Regions from separate parts of the Hordeum vulgare genome. Here region 2 is linked to region 1. Evidence: chromatin contacts called from public Hi-C data. All regions are on one chromosome and are shown on one strand. The core of a region is the stretch at or near the end of the contact, and the rest is flanking DNA. Distances in the headings are between cores, read along the strand shown. Region 1 has its middle 45 kb from the start of LOC123403201. Region 2 has its middle 230 kb from the start of LOC123406039.

What was found. Hi-C and Micro-C count contacts between places; a contact is called where the count stands out from the background.
Region 2: a Hi-C map of seedling shows a contact between it and region 1, with 3 times the contacts expected there. The contact joins two enhancer-like sites. A contact is called at or near these places in 2 of 6 Hi-C or Micro-C datasets (leaf and seedling).

What each region holds. Positions count from the first base shown.
Region 1 is chr6H:378,261,459-378,267,210 of MorexV3_pseudomolecules_assembly, reverse strand. No RefSeq gene overlaps it. Among protein-coding and RNA genes, the nearest start is that of LOC123403201, 45 kb to the left of the region's middle. Within about 2 kb of position 2,695, at least 3 of the 3 cell types and tissues checked have open chromatin away from gene starts, as enhancers often do. A contact at or near this core is called in leaf and seedling, where this site is marked.
Region 2 is chr6H:378,579,228-378,584,979 of MorexV3_pseudomolecules_assembly, reverse strand. No RefSeq gene overlaps it. Among protein-coding and RNA genes, the nearest start is that of LOC123406039, 230 kb to the left of the region's middle. Within about 2 kb of position 2,634, at least 3 of the 3 cell types and tissues checked have open chromatin away from gene starts, as enhancers often do. A contact at or near this core is called in leaf and seedling, where this site is marked.

The DNA.
Region 1 (5,752 bases), core at 1,446-3,945:
ACCCGTGTATCTTGTATACCTCTTATATATATGAGATAGCCACACCCGTATTGGATGTCGAGTAGTTTCCACCTAAACATTGTTTTGCAGACATAAGAGAAGGATAATTTCTAATGGGGCAAGTTGTAGTAGTACGGGAAAGGAAACACATGAACATGTTGTAGCTAATGATCATGAAGACCATGACAACACCATCTATGTCCCAAATGGTTGTTTTACTCCTCTAGAAGGTAATACAATTGTAAAGGTGTACCATAGCTATTTATGATGTATCAATCATTTTCAACTTTACTTCTCCTAAAATATTAATTTACTAATTAACAAATTAATGTATACATGAATCTGGGCAATTCGAATATATGACTAAAGATGATGATGAAGTTGATGAGAGTTACATATTCACGACACATGGTAAGCATTAGTGTGTACTCAATATAAAATAATGACTACTACTATTTTGACACTGTTTCCTCACTATTGAAAAATGGACATGTCATCATATCAAGACCCAAACCATGCAATTTGTGAAATACAAGATGATCCTTTTGATCCATTTTCATTGCAGATCTTAGTAATTCTTCGCATGGCACAAAAAACAAGCAATACTGAAAACAACCCGTGTGCACAAAAAAGAGAATTTACAGTCACCTATAGATAGTAATCCTCCCCTGCCCCCTATATGATGTGCTATCTTCGAGACCTCTCATGGCCTGACGGACTTTCCCAAGCATCAATGTCTTGCTTGTGTACATGGAGACCTAATAAATAAAAACGACCTTACAATGTCGTTTTCTAAAATAAAATTCTATAACAATGTAATAAACATGTCAGTTAGATTCAAACCCATTGTTTACTAATATCTCATATATCTATCACCACGAAGAAGACACTCTCTTATTATTATTTTTATTACTAATTTTATTTATACTAACAAGCATATGGATACGTGCATTGCACGTGCATTTTTACTAGTATGAGGATGTGACTATGTCTCGCTTCCAACGAGACAAGCGAAGTAATGGGCCAGCCCAATCGTGTTGTTTGGTTGATCATTTTTCACTCATTCACTCGATTTTATGGTTTTCCGTTTTCTTTCCTTTTTCTTCTTCTTCTTTAAGTTTTGTTATATTTTGAAATAAACACGCATACTTCAACAGAAAAAACCTGTGTTAAAATAAATAGTGTAGTCTTACAAAAATATTGGTGCGTCTATTGAAAAATATTTATACTTCTAAAAACTCTAAATAAATATATTACAAAAAAGTATTTACATAACAACATTTTTAAAAAGGTTAACCAACCAATAAAATTTGTTAAATGCATATATAGAAAATGTTTCTCATGTATGCAAAAAATGTAGACACAAAAGTTGATCATATATAAAAAGTGTTAAGTTTGTATTTGAAAAATGTTAATCAAGCATTAAAAAGGTTAAATATATGTAGAAAATTGTTGACCGTATATTCCAAAAATGATGGAAATGTATTAAGAAAATATTGACCATGTCTTGAAACAAAATATTAATCATGAAAAAAATATTCAAACTTTTGAAAATGTTTAGTGTTTATAGAAAAAATGTTGACCATGTATTCTAATAATTTTTATCTTGCATTCAAATAATGTTAAGAAAATGTTAAATATATATGTCATAAATATGGACAACGTATTAGTTATTTTTAATCATTTTACTGAAATTTAAATTATGAAATATCTCAAAAATGATAAACTATTTATGGAAACAAATTGATCAAGTATTAAAAAAATATTTTTGTATTTGAAAAGGTTGAACGTATATTAAGAAATTGTATTCGATATATACCAATAAATGGGCAATTTGTTTGAAATAATAGACAATAAAAATGGTAAATGCATAGAAAAACTTGTTACTGACGTACACGAAAAATATACAATGTTTGTGAATATATATACAATGTGTATTGAGAAGTATTGAACTTGTATTAAAAAATGGTAATCCTGTACTTCAAAAATGTTAGACATGTATATAAATATGTGTGAGTCTGGAAAATATTAGACATAAAAAATAGTTTTCTATAAATGTCAGTCATGTATTTTTTCTTACATGTGCCTAAAAAATGTTTCTGATGTATACGAAAAATATATAATATTTAATAACTTTACATGTGTTGAGCGAAAAGGTAACCAAACAGGCCAATATAATTTTAAGAATAAGGAATCAAAAAAAGATAGCGAAATTTATGAAAACCAGTGAAAAAGTGAAAACCGAAAAAGAAAGAAAGAGAAACTGATGAAAACCAATAAAGAAGCAAACAAAGACGTAAATAATCAGAAATTAGAAAAAAAAAATAAAAACTTCAATATATTGGAGAAAGAAACAAAAGAAAACAAAGGAAAAGCAAAGGAAAAAAAGAAGAAAACAACAAAAACCAGAAATAAAATGAAGTAAACCGGTGAAAAACTCCAGTAAATCGACGAGACACATGTTTAGAAAGAAAGTTAAACTAAAAAAAGAGAGAAAACGAAAAAGAAAAGAACAGAAATAAACGTGACATACGCCACCAACGTGTGAGTGAACTCGTGTAAGGATTGGTCAGTCGAAAGCTATGAACGGGTCCTCCAGCTTCGGCGAGACAGAAGCTAGTCTTATACTAAGCGAGATATAACTCTCACGGTTTGGTGACTTTCCCGCACGACAGGCCTTATACAAACGTTGCTTGCGCCAACAAATTCAACCGATGCTCACACGCACGTGTTATGGGCTGGACCAGCTCTTCCTCACGCACTCACCCCCAACTCGCTCGCTTGGTTCGACTAGTCGAGTGGACCGTTCAATTTTAGAAAAAAATTCCAAAATTTTTAAAAGATTTTTCAAAAATGTTGCAACTTTGAAAAAACTTCATAAATTTGTAAAATATACACGGCCTCAAAAAGTCCATGAATTTTATTAAAAAGTTCATAAATTCTAAAAACAATGTTCATGAACTCAAAAAAATTCCTTGAATTTTTAAAAAGTTCGTGACCTTGAGAAATGTTTGCAGCGTAAAATTTGGTTCGTAGAAATTAAAAATGTTCATGAATTTCAGAAAAAAAGTTCAAATATTTAAGGAAATGTTCATAAGCTCGAAAATTGTTGTGAATAAGAAAATATTTTTGGCTTCAAAAAGATTGACAAAATCAAAATATTTCCTGAATATTGAGGATTAGGTTTTGGGGTTGACTCGGGAAATTTACATCGTTTGCCGCTTTGAAGTATGCTGGCTATGCCGACGCCGGGGAGTGATCCATTTCGCCACCACAAGTGGACTAGATCTCGGAAAGAAGAGACATATAAGGGCGAGGGGGGGGGGGGGGAGACAGTCCGAATGAGGTTGTGGGCTCATTTGATGAATGGGGAAGAAGCTTTATACTATGGGTTGGGGGGAATGAGCGTGACACTTAAAATATTTGGAGGAAACAAAAAATAAGGAACGAAAGGGTGGAGGGGACGGAAATTTCGGGGTGAATGAAGATATTAAAGGAGGGTCAAACTTAATTTCCATGCACATACACATCGACACCTTTCTTAAATTCTTCGTCAAAAAGATATAACGCAACATGAATACGTTAAAATATTGTGCAACTTGACATGTGGTCTCATTATGGGTGTATTATGTATGACAAAAAGTGTTACAAGAAATGCCAGATGTTTTGATGTTGCTTAGCTTGGAAGAATTTTATGAGAAAGGTGGGCTGCATCAACCTTCAATTTTATTTTTTGAGAAATCCAACTTTAATTATTTTTGTGTATATATAGTTTTCCCTTTCCAAGTAATTATGGCCTACATAGTGTACTTTCCTATCTCGTACTATCTCTGTCCTGGTTTTCACTCCACATTGTACTGTGACTAAAATTTGTTAACGTAATTAACGAGTGACAAAAATTCAGAATCAACTCATGAATAAAATGTTTATACAACTCAATGGTTTGTGTGGGAGGCATACGTAGAGTCACATCAATCGATATGTTGGTGGCAGGAGAGACCTAAATTACGTAGTTGTAATACTTACGTAGGTCTAGTATATCTCGCTTAAGGGTGTTCGGACCGCTGCCACACCCCCTAGCCCGATCAAATCCCTTCCACCACCCATACACACTTCTCACCTGAAACCATCAGCATCGCTTCTGAAAGCACAACTTATCCGTAAGGTGATTTTGATAATTAATAATAACATATGTATCATTAAACTAATGATTTCATCTAGTATATTTCAAAAAATTTCAAAGATGCATTGGCTAAGTATTGTGAGGAGAACCCCTCGATGCAAGGATCATCTAAGTAACAAGCTTGAAGACTCTACACTTTATATTTTGTGAGAAATTATATTTGAGTCCATAGGAAAACCAATACTATTAAAACGGGATGAGGTGACTATGTTAATCAGGTTGCTCCAGTGCTTAGAGATAGCCACCAAAAATACTCATGAAATTCTCCCACAAAATTCTCTGTGCAAAGCCTATACAGAAAAAATCGGTGCCACCAACTTGATCCATTCGGCCATACCGATTTTCATCTGAGACAGAACCTATGCCGAAACCCTAGCATCTCGGTGCCACCAACATTCCATTCGGTGCCACCGAAATTAGTGACCAACATTTTGGTTAGCCATTTCCAAGAATCGAAATTTTCAAGTTTTGGAAATCGGTCTCACTCAGATTTGAAAACTTCCCTAGGTCTCCCATATTAGTGCCACCAAGATTTCCATATCGTTCTTAGCGAAAAGACAAAAATTGCCACATTTTGCACTAGTTGGTGTCACCGAGTTTCTCTTCAGTTTCACCGAATTGGGCAATAATGTTGTAACGGTTGGATTTTTGGAGATGCCTATATATACTCATCCACCACCTCTCATTCGTAGAGGAAGCACTCAGAACACACATACAATTACTATATCCATTTTTGTGAGAGATAGCCACCTACTCATGGGTTGAGATCAAGATATTTCAATCCTACCATTTGAATCTTGATTTATAGCCTCCCCAAGTTCCTTTCCACCCAATCAATCTCTTCTACCTAAGCCTAATCTGTGAGAGAGTGATTGAGTGTTGAGGAGACTATCTTTTGAACTACAAGAGCAAGGGGTTCAGTGTACTACCGCATCTATTACCTATTGGAGGGTGGTACCTCCTAGATTGGTTAGGTGTCGCTTTGGAGCCTCCTACTTCATGTTGTGTATTTGAACCTAGAAATTTATAAGGGCAATGAGATCGCCTACTTCTTGAAGATCTACCCCGAGTGAGGCTAGTACTTCGTGGACGTAAGCCATGATGGAATAGACAAGGTTGCTTCTCCGTGGACCTTCATGGTTGAGCCCTCCGTGGACTCTCGCGGCCGTTACCCTCCGTGGGTTCAAGTATCCATCAACGTGAACGTACGATAGCACCATCTATTGAAACCACGCCAAAAATCGTCGTGTCAATCTTTGCATTTGATCCTCCTATCCCTACCCTCTATTTACATGTGCATGTCTTTACTTTCCGCTGCTATACTCTTAGATTTGCATGTGTAGGGTGTGCTTGACTTACAACAATCGCTAAAACTTGCCCACAACTAAAATTGGGAAAAGGCTAACTTTTTATTTGGTCAAATAGTTTAATCACCCCCCTCTAGACATACTTCGGATCCTACAAGTAGTATCGTAGCATTGGTCTCCATTGCATTGGTTTCACAACCTAGGACAGTATAGCGTCTAGTGAGGGAAATTACCACTGTAGAGGTCCATACTTTGACGGTAC
Region 2 (5,752 bases), core at 1,385-3,884, 320 kb before region 1:
TCATATGATGCTCTCGCAGTGTACCCCATGAAGCAGCACGCTCAGGCACAAAATGATGACAAGAGTTAATGGCAACTTCACTATGAATGGTTCTACTATACATGTACACATCATGTCCTTAGTCACACAAAAACCAATCTCAGCCATGTATATCGAATTACTCAGGGTTTTTTCCACTGGTCCGCGGTAAAAATATATCTATAAATCAATACCCTCACAAACATTTCACGCTTCATATGTATTCGACAGTTCCCGCTGAAGTATCCTGCCTAAGTAAACACGTACACCACTTCTTGTTTTCACTTAATTTTGGTGTGCTCATGTCACGACGATCGATCGGCTACTGTTTGGAGGGCCCTGTGTGTTGGCACCGACATACTCCACGGTTTCTCCACGACAGATTGAAGATGTAGTTTCCCGGGCCTACCTGAGGCATAAGGCGAGAGCCGATTTGGTGATGATGTGACTTGTTTTGTTTGTTTGATAGAACACGTAGATGCGAGACATGCCAAATAGTCACGTGATCTTGACGAGAAAAGACATTTTTGATGCTCCAATCAGAAAGAAGCTGGCAGAGATACGTAGCGGTTGGAACGATGTGATGATAAGCCGTCCATTGTGCGGGGTTTAGATGGCTTTTGGGTCTTACATGTAATGTCACGGCACATGATGCAATCTATTACACGATTTGTGGCACTTGTAAAAATTGATAAATCCACAAAGAGAACTAGAGAAGATTAAAGTGCACGTTGTGAATTGACTGTATCTTTCATGTGATGGAACGAGCCTACCGCAGTTCAAGTGAGTCTTCTAGACTTAACATTGATATTCACACTGTTCTGATTTTTCTATCAAAGGTCCAACAATGTTTGTTCAGTAAAACATAATGTTTTTGTCGGCTACGAGACACTTGTAATGACTTCGTCCTTAAGATGTGTTGGCTCACTCTCTCGATGAGGAGGGGTAGAGTGTGTGATGTCACGAAGCTTGTTACATGTCACACATTTCTCAAAATGCGTAACATATACTAATACTGCTATGAGCCTATTTTTGTGTACACATGATGTGTCCGGTACATAATCTTGTTGTATGGGCCCAGTTGTTGATAATGGAAAGTTGTCATGGTTGGTTGTAAACTTGCAATCAGTACTTACAATTGCGGCCGGCCTAATCGTCGCAAGGCAGCTCCCTATTTAGCATATCCTACATGGGACACCCTATTCCATGCATGACACCTGCGCGCCCCTATCAGGCTGGCCTATGAGCAAGGGTTAATGCCCTAGTTTTTCTTGTTTCGTTATGTTTTGTTTTTTATTTTCTTCTTCTTTAAAGTCATTCTGAATTTGAAAAAACTTTCAAATTAAAAAAAAATGTTCCAGCAAATCATATAATGTTTGTGGTTTAAAAAATGTTCATAAATTGAAAATATACTCATGAATTTTAAAAAATGTTCATCAATTAAAAAAATGGACGTGATTTTAAAAATAATTTTTCGTGTGTTCAGACGTTGTTCCTGAATTCTAAAAATGTTCGCCTATGCAAAAAACTTGTTCATGTGTTCCAAATGCATGCAGTTTCAAAACATGTTCAAGAACTCGAAATATGTTCACGGTTTAGAAAAATGATCATAATTTTCATAAAAATAGGCGGACAATTTTAAAGAGAATTTTACAAAAATTAGGAATATCTAATTTGTATTTGATGAACAAAATTTGAATTTGAAGAATTTTTCTAACTTGAGGAACAAAAATTGTATTGAAGAGAAATTTTTATTTCGAAAAAAGGATTTCGAAAAAAGGATGAACAAATTTAGAATTCCATTAACACGTTTGCAATTTCATGAATATTTTTTGAAATCAGGAACAACTTTCGAATTTGATGACTTTTTTTTCCAAATTTTATGAACAAAATTTGAATTCTGATGACAAAAATTCAAATCTCATGAAAAAAATGTATCCAATGATTTTTTTTAATTTTTAAACATTTTATACATTGATGAGTAGTTTTCAAATTCGATGAAAAAAAATGTTCATGAATTTGAAAGAAAATTCGCAAAAAATGATAAAAAGAAAATAATAAAAAAGAGGCTAAAGTTTAAAAAAAAGTAAAAAAGAAAACGAAAGGAAAAGGAAAGAAAGTAAAATGGACCATCCCATACGATCGTCGAGCGTATGCTGACCAATATTTATATGGATTTTTTTTGTATTTTATGGTATACGTTGAATAAACATTTAAATACACATTGGAATTTTTTAGTGATATATGCTGAACAATATATAAGTACACATCGAACATATTTTTCAATATATGTTGAACAATTCAAAAAGACAAAATGAACCTTTCCGACAATATATTGATCATTTTCTTAATATGACAATGTTTTTCTTAAAATACGATGAACAATTGTGTAGATAAACATGCAATGAATTGTGTGTAATACGAAATAAATATAAAAACTAAAATGATATTAAATAAAATAAACATAAACATAAACATAAAAATATAAAAAGTAATGAGAAAAAAACAGGAAGAAAAAAAGGTAGAACGACCATGGTCGGACCAAACTGGGGCGTCGGGTGGCCAGGCTTCAGCAAAGCCCCATCCTTTTGACGCCTGCGGGCGTTAAATCGGATCTTCCGCCCGTCAGGTCGTGCTCGCGTGCGACCTGAGCGCTGTATCGACACCTCCTTCCTATATGACGCGTATTGCAGCAAACTATCGCTAAACCACATGGGTTGGCACATTTTTGGCAGCACCAATGTACAACAGGATCCTTTGCCATTATATCTTTCCACCTTTTGTTTCTTTTGTATTATTCTTTTTAATTTTATTTTCTTTTCCTTTTTATATTCTTTATAAAAAGTTTGAAACAGGAAATACAAAGACCTTTCATATATTTAGCCAAACGATTTATGTATTAAAACATGTTCAGATTTTTTCAATTTTTGTTTTGCATTTTAAAAAATATTTCAATTTAAAAAATGTTTCCTTTCATCAAATTTTCTCAGAAAATCAAAATAAATTCGTAATTTACCAAAAATTTCTAGGTTTTATAAACTTTGAAATTCAATAAAATGTTCATGTTTTCCAAATTTTATTCATAAATTCAAAAAATATTCAAGAATTTCGAAAAATGTTCAGAGCTTCGACAAAATTCTTTGGGGATTTCTAGATTAATTAATTGTTTCCAAATTATCCAATTTTAAAAATTGTTCAGAATTTATGATAATAGTTTTATAAAATAATCACTTTTTGAGAAATTACTATTGTCTTTCAAATATGTCATATCTTTCAAAAATTACTTGCATTGGTACAAAAAGGATAGAACATAAAATAAACGTTCGCAATTCCAAAAATGTTTGCTTGTTCAAAATGCATAAAATATCAAAAATTGTTTGCCCTGTTCTGGAAATGTTCGTATTTTCAAACGTTAATAACCTTTGAAAAAATGTGTATAGTTTCAAAGAAATGTAAAAAAAATTCAAAATGTGTTCACATCTCGCTTTGTAGTTCATTCTTAAACTTTAGCTCTAGTAGAGATTAGCTTTTTTTAAGACAACTCAACAAGCTTTATTTAAGTAATCGAAATGTTCTCTCGTACAAATATAAGATCATCACGATGTCCAAGTCAAACATGGCAGCCAAACCCTAAAGACAAAGTATGCCTAGCGAGATTGTGAGCCTCGATATTCGAGCTCCTATACTCGTGGACTATATATACAAGATGAGAACAAAGCCGAATATCGAATGATTTCATGTGTTATCGCTCCATATTCAGCAAAAGAACCTTGCTTTAATCCGTCCACCACTACCTTATAGTCCGTAGCCACATGTATGTTTTGAACATAGAGATCATCTGCTAGAGCTAAAGCTTCATGGACCGCCAATGCTTCAAGTTTCTCCGGGTCTGAGATATGTCTCACTGTAATACAAGAAGCTCCCAGGAACGTACCCTCCATATCATGGCTCACCACTGCAACCGACCCATAACTCCCGTTCCTCATCACCACCGCATCCTTATTAAACTCTGTATGATTCGTTGGAGGCTGCACCCATGATGACGTCCTTGTGCTTCGAGCTAGTTGCTCCTTCCTTGGTTTTGCTAATACCTCCAAATCAGTTAGTAGCTAACAATCGCTAAGTGCACATGCGAGGGCCAGTGCCCCATAGTCGAGAGGTATCGTGATCTATTCCTTGAGGAATCCCCCTCGTTTGCCCCCCGCGTCGCTCCCGCAGGGGCGACTCGGGCGTCTCAAACCCTAGCCCGCCGTCGGGACCCCTTCCTATTGGAAATATGCCCTGGAGGCAATAATAAAGTGGTTATTATTATATTTCCTTGTTCATGATAATGATAATCATTTATTATGCATGCTAGAATTGTATTGGTTGGAAACTCAAATATATGTGTGGATACATAGACAACACACTGTCTCTAGTGAGCCTCTAAAGGACTAACTCGTTAACCAAAGATGGTCAAAGTTTCCTGGCCATAGACATGTGTTGTCATTTGATAACGGGATCACATCATTAGGAGAATGATGTGATGGACAAGACCCAAACTATGAACGTAGCACATGATCGTGTGAGTTTAATGCTACTGTTTTCTACATGTCAAGTATCTGTTCCTATGACCATGAGATCATGCGACTCACTCACACCGAAGGAGTACCTTGTGTGTGTCAAACGTCGCAACGTAACTGGGTGACTATAAAGGTGCTCTACAGGTATCTCTGAGGGTGTTTGTTGAGTTGGCATGGATCAAGACTGGGATTTGTTACTCCGTGTGACGGAGAGGTATCTCAGCACCCACTTGGTAATACAACATCACAATGAGCTTGCAAGCAATGTGGCTAAGTAGTTAGCCATGAGATCTTGTATTACGGAACGAGTAAAGAGACTTGACGATAATGAGATTGAACTAGGTATAGAGATACCAATGATTGAATCTCGGGCAAGTAACATACTGATGGACAAAGGGAATTGTATACGGGATTGATTGAATCCTTGATATCGAGGTTCGACCGATAAAGATATTCGTAGAATATGTTGGAACCAATATGGGCATCCAGGTCCCACTGTTGGCTATTGACAGGAGAGTGTCTCGGTCATGTGTACATAGTTCTCGAACCCCTAGGGTCTACACACTTAACGTTTGGTGTCGATATAAGCATAATCGAGTCATTGTATTGGTCACCCAAGGTTGTTCGGAGTCCCAGATGAAATACTGGACGTGACGAGGAACTCAGGAAAGGTCCGGAGGTGAACATTGATATATAGGATGAACGGCATCAGAGTTCGAAAGTGTTCCGAGGCATCGGGGAATCGACAGAGTGCCGAAAGGAGTTTCGGGGGCCCTTGACAAGTGTTTGGGGGCCTCATGGGCCAAGGGGTGGTGGCACGCAAGCCCACAAGGGGCTGGGCGCCGACCACACCCAATCCCACCTCGGCTAGGGGAGAGCAACACCCCCTAGGGCAGCCGGCCAACCCAACTTGGGTGGCAAGGCACCTAGGTGGGAGGGCCCAACCCTAGCTGCCGCCACTCCTTTGGCCGCCGGCCCCTATGGAAAACCTTAGGGTGCCCTCCCCAACTCCCCCCTATATATAGAGAGGGAGATAGAGGGAAGCCACACCACAACGTGCTACTGTGCTGCTCCTCCTCTCGTAGTTCTTCTCATATAATCGTGCGGTGAAGCCCTATTGAGCTGTCACCACCACCACCTCACCATGCTGTCATGCTGCTGGAGGACTCAGG